2 separate regions of the Ctenopharyngodon idella genome follow, and region 1 is linked to region 2. A link is a contact called in public Hi-C data. All regions are on one chromosome and are shown on one strand. The core of a region is the stretch at or near the end of the contact, and the rest is flanking DNA. Distances in the headings are between cores, read along the strand shown. Region 1 holds the start of mrtfaa (myocardin related transcription factor Aa). Region 2 holds the start of desi1a (desumoylating isopeptidase 1a).

What was found. Hi-C and Micro-C count contacts between places; a contact is called where the count stands out from the background.
Region 1: a Hi-C map of muscle shows a contact between it and region 2, with 2.7 times the contacts expected there. The contact joins the promoter of mrtfaa here to the promoter of desi1a in region 2. A contact is called at or near these places in 2 of 2 Hi-C or Micro-C datasets (both in muscle).

What each region holds. Positions count from the first base shown.
Region 1 is chr3:21,354,399-21,357,221 of HZGC01, forward strand. mrtfaa (myocardin related transcription factor Aa) reads right to left here and starts at 1,529. Exons shown (of 19, transcript XM_051886871.1): 1 at 1,427-1,529. It overlaps slc25a17 (solute carrier family 25 member 17), which reads right to left. Exons shown (of 9, transcript XM_051886876.1): 9 at 2,192-2,823.
Region 2 is chr3:21,162,874-21,165,743 of HZGC01, forward strand. It overlaps desi1a (desumoylating isopeptidase 1a), which reads left to right and starts at 1,290. Exons shown (of 6, transcript XM_051888735.1): 1 at 1,290-1,623; 2 at 2,317-2,338; 3 at 2,602-2,671. The coding sequence starts at 1,533. cbx7a (chromobox homolog 7a) reads right to left here and starts at 1,199. Exons shown (of 6, transcript XM_051888731.1): 1 at 1,042-1,199. The coding sequence starts at 1,077.

The DNA of each region.
Region 1 (2,823 bases), core at 279-2,778, 190 kb after region 2:
GCAGAAGAACCAATATAAGTGCTTTATCTAAAGTACAAGCTGTACATTTTTGCTGTTGATAAGGTTGAACTTGAACCTGGAACATTCCTTGAAACCTGAGCTGCAAGACAAAAGCACAAAAGTAAGAGTGGAGGGAAAAAAAAAAAAAAAAATGTAGGCATGGTAGATATATTACACAAATAAGTGAGGACTGTTGTTTTTACAATTTTAGTCTCAAAGTCTCTATATAGTGTGAAATGAAGCAGAAGTTGGAGTTTCTTTTGTCCCACTTTATTTAGTCACTATGAATCATAAGCTGACCTAGTTTATACACAACTTGTGAAGCAGAAGTCATGCTTGTTGATCATAAACTGTGGTATTATTGTGTATATGTTGAATATTGTATACTCATGTTTCCAACCTGCAGTTAAAATTGCTGATGCAACAGAAAGACAGATTAATAAGTCTTTCGCATCATGCAATACATCCCAAGACACTTAACAGAAACTTGAGCCCATTTTATTGTAATAAATAAAAATATAAATATGTATTATCTTTTAGAATTATAGATTTTCATAAACATATTTACCTTAATATATTTTATATTAATAAATAAAATAAAAAAAAAAAACTTTCAAGCCTGTTAAAAATCATTTGAATTAACAAACCAACAAAATTTTTGCAAAACAGGACATTAAACTATTGCTTATAAAGGAATAATGCAGTCATACAGAGTTCAAATGCATCTTTATGACCATAAGCTTCAACATGACTTTAGCTGGTAAAGTGTCTAAATGATTTAAAAACAAAAATTGATACTTTCATACACCTTGGAACTTGATTACCACCTTCATACAGTCTGATATTACACATGGTATGATAATAGCATAATGTCAAAATAAACATGGGCAGTATCATATTACATGTGCAGAAAAACTTGGTATTATTTACCATGGTATCGTGTACAAAAAATATGATATAGTACTTTTGAACCAAAGGCAAAACAACACACTTTAAAAGCTTTAAAAAAACACGTTATAAGAGCTGTCATAATACGCAAACTCACCTAATGACAGATGCATGCATTAAAAGAATAAAGACAACATGTCATGATGCATGTTACATAACAGTCCCACCTTCACAGCATCAGGACCACAAGCACCCTCCTATGCCCACTGTGGCCAAGGTGACCTGTATCCCTTATAATCTTCAGTCACACGTATGACAGCCCAAAAAATATGCTGTCTCACCCAGCAAACATATGGCACAGTAACCTGACAAGCAAACTCAGACCATGTGCTTGCTGTTCCCAACTACACAATGCAACTTCCAGCAAGCTCATAATGCAATATTAAACACCCTGGAAGTATTCGAACAAAAGATTGCGCATGCAGCGTTAGCATGTCAAAACAAGGCTTAAACATGATAAGTTTAACAGTTGTCTTACTTTACAATGGTTGATACATCTCATCTATTGGTATTCCACTGGACTGGACTTCACTAATCGTTTCCGATATCCAGTAAACTTCAACCGGAACCCCGCCCGTTTTTAGGATCCATCCAATAGTGGGCGAGCACTTTGAAGACTGGCATTGCAAATAACCAATAGGCTCATGTAAATGACTTCCGCGAAAGAGACGAACGATCGACTGTGTTGAACGATGACCTACTAAACCAATCACATCACTGCTCTCTGTTCTCGGTGGAACCAGAGGGCCAATTGGAATCCTCACCGGTTTTGGTTGGAGGCTCAGCGTTAAGATTTTACCACAGGAATAGAATAACATTTTTCTACAATGGAAGTTAGCACGATGTACGTTATTGTTTATACAATTAAAAAAAAAAAAAAAAAAAAATCATATATTTTAAAAACTATGATTTAAAGTGTACAAATATCTCCAATAACAAACAAATTGAATGTTCTTTTTTTTGTGGTCCACAATGGATTCGGCATAACCTTAGTTTCCAAACAAACAAATCAACAATAATAATTTAGTACAAATATTTTTATAATTAAAATATTGTAATTATTTTAATAAAAAATGTTAATTAGTCACTAAAATCATGGAGACTTCTTACCGACTCTGGGTTGAAGACCAGCGCAAAAAGAGCGATTTTACTGCCTCCTGGAGGCCAATTTATACAATTGTCTGTTTGTCTGACCCGGTTTCCCTTGAAAAACAAAAAGCAAAACAATGCATATACCACATAATCATGGATCAATTATTTTATTGTAGAAAAAATATTACACATTTATAAAATCTCAGAAGTCTTTAATGAGTATAATATCCTAAATTATTTATAATATGAATTAATCTGACTAAAATTCACATTTTACATTCATAAATAACTGTAACTGCATGCTGATGATTCAACTTACATTTCAGTACAGAGTGAACATCAGCACTGAGAGACATTTTTGAAATCAGTCTGCCAATAAGGCATGTACAAGTTTCTGCGCGCAACATTCAGATTTCAGATGTGGTGATTCTGACTCACTAACTGGTTAAATAAGATATTTTAAAGTTCAGACTATAGACTTTTTAGCTTAAAGGTCTGTTACAGTGTCAGTGGCTTTGTATTGTCAAGTAGAATCAAGTATCACTTACACAGAACCAGAAAAACCAGCCTGGTTTCCATATGGTATATCAATGCAGGAAAGCTGATCTAAGATCTAAGATGTTGACAGCAATGATCTTGGTCACAAAACAAATCCGTCACAAGCATTATTTTCGTTTTGACACTTTGTAAACCAGTCCAGATCTGCTGTTATTCATAAACAAGGTTAGTTCAGAATACTACATAAAATAGTGACCAAGGTATTGAAATATTAAGGCAATTTTG
Region 2 (2,870 bases), core at 40-2,539:
AATTCCACAGAAAGTTCCGCAGATTTCCAGAGAATTCCAGCGCCCATCATTTACAGTTCTACACACCTCCCACCCCTTGCGTGCTGATATCCCTGTTTTGGTTTATTCGATGTATTTAGCAAATTTAAATCAAATCGACAGAATTCCGTTAATATTCCCCAACAATCAAAGCAGAAAAAGTGAGAATGTGTAATTGATGCACAGAGACAGTAAAAGTGAAGGATAAATTCAGCATACAACTTATTGATAATGCATATATATATATGCATTATATATATGCAGGCAAGCAGACGAGCCCAGAATATAAAAGCAGCGCCCAAAGTTATACGTTAAGCATTTTCCCTCGTTATTAAGAGAACGCTTAATGATTAAGATAGACGTATTATCGGAGAACCAAATTCATTATGGCTACATCTTGTTCATGATACATAGATAGGTAGCCTACGCTACTAGGCTACTGTATAGAGGAAAGCAGATGAGCACCGAATACAAATGCAATATCTCTGTCTTAGTATTAAGCAATGTTTTCTTTATAATGGGTTTCTATCGGGGGAAAGCTAAACGTGTAACTTTTTTTTTGCGTTCCGTTCATATTTACCTGCTTGCCTGTGTTATAAATAAGTTGTGTAGCCTACTGAATTTGGTCCTGAATTTAAAACCATTAAGATATATAGATAATTAACTATATGCCAAATTTACTGTTTGATTCCCACACAGAATTTCTTCAAAATTAAATTTCAATCTCATTTTTGGATATTCATCTTTTTTAAATTTAAAGATGCTCAATAAGATGCAACTCCTTCGGATGGATAGATAGATAGATTAGATAGATAGATAGATTCACATACTCTTCTCAATAGCATTTCTTTATTTCAAAATAATCAATTTTTTTCTTAAAAATCTTTCGTTACGAGTTCTTTCTAGAGGCTTTGGTTCATTTATTCTCTGATCGTTTCAACTTCAACAGTCAGGAAGAATAAAACAGTAACGATTTGTCAAACTGGACGTATACAAACAATAAGAAGTTGTGTAAATACTTACTTGCATCGTCTTCATGAGTCTCATTTTGTAACTCATATGGATGAAGAAATTCAGTAATGAAAGGAATGAGGTGATAGAAGTGCCAACCAATTGACTTTTATAATGGTAAAACCAATTTTTAGGTACACACTGAAATTACAGTTGATTTATTTTCCGGGGGCATATGGTTATGTCGTGAGGTAATCGCTTGCACATACAATAGATGGCGCTGTCGTGCCGTTGAATTAATACGCTTCTTCATTGGCGACTTGGAAGGACATAACCTATTTATCTTGCTATCCTTTTGAATGTTTTTTTTTTTTTTTTACTCAAACCCTCCTAATGCCATTGATTCTCAAAAAGTCCGATATAGCTACAGTATTTCAAGAATTTCAAAACTCAGATATCAGACTGTCGTGACCATTTGAGAATCTTAAGGCCGTATAATAACGCAAGAGCTGCAGGATACCCGCAGACAGGCTAGTCAGCCGCATTTAGCCACCATCACAAACATGGATCAGCACAACTCGACGTTTGGAGTGCAGCTTTTCATTTATGATTTGTCGAGGGGAATGGCCAGGCAGCTCAGTCCGATAATGTTGGGTGAGTGATGTAGTATATCTTTACCGTTACATTGGTGAGGGCCGAGAAATTTCCAATCCTACCATGAAGAAGGGTTCGCTCATATATATTACTTCCATCTTGCTTCGTTGCCTGGTCACCATCCAATGAGAAATCTTGGCTAATGAATATTAATTAGGTAATGCCACCGTTACTTGGTAACTTTCCAATGGCGAAGACTTAGTGTTGGATTATTAATGAGGTATAGTGACGTTGCGGTTTTACCATCCAATGGCGATGGCTTTGCTTATAAATATTTAAGAGAAGCCTTCGCTGTTCTAGGATATATAAATTCGCGTTACATCTGATCGATGAAAACACTTTTATCAACAAAACCTTTTATTAACATAACCCGAAGAGCTATATTCACAGCGAGACCCGCTGATCTGTTTATCTCTGTTATTTAGCATTATTTATTAAAAACAAAAAGAACAAATTGTTCTGGAACATGATGTTCTTTATGTTAATTAATCGTGTCACATGCTAGAGCACTGGTTAGTTAAGGTTCTTTAGATTGAAAATAAATCTTTAAATGGATCAAACCATAACAGTCCTACTATTATATTTTAATAATGTAAATATAATAACATTTTAACTGTATTATGAGGAACATAACTAATAAAACTAATATCTATCATATAATAAATGATTTCTAAAACATATTCTTTCTTACAGGAAAACAGCTTGATGGGATTTGGTAAGTGAATTACTGTTACTTAATATTGTGCCTATAAAAGATTATGGTTAAAATCCTTTATCTATAAATAAGTTAAGTATATAATTATATAATATTTATGTAATATCTTTTTTAAAAAATTTGAATTTGTGTTTATGCTTGTGAAGTGCTTTGCGCTGCATTTCATGTATGAAAAAAAATGCTAAACAAATATTATTATCTAATAACTGTAATATTAATATGTTTTAACCATATGCATTTCCTGTTATATTATGTCAACACAGGCACACATCTATAGTGGTCTACGGAGAGGAATTTTTCTATGGTGGTGCTGGGATCTCTAGTTGCCCACCGGTAAAATCACAACCCACTGCAACACTTTTAGTACTCAAGATACGACAAGCACTTAAACGTCGCCCGAACATATGCTCAAATACTCTATATTGTGCTGTTTGTGAGCCCTCACTTTACATGATCATGGTCCATGTGAAGCTTTGAACAGTTTTTATCCGTTTATTTTTGGGTTGTTGAGATTAAATGGCCTTGGAACACA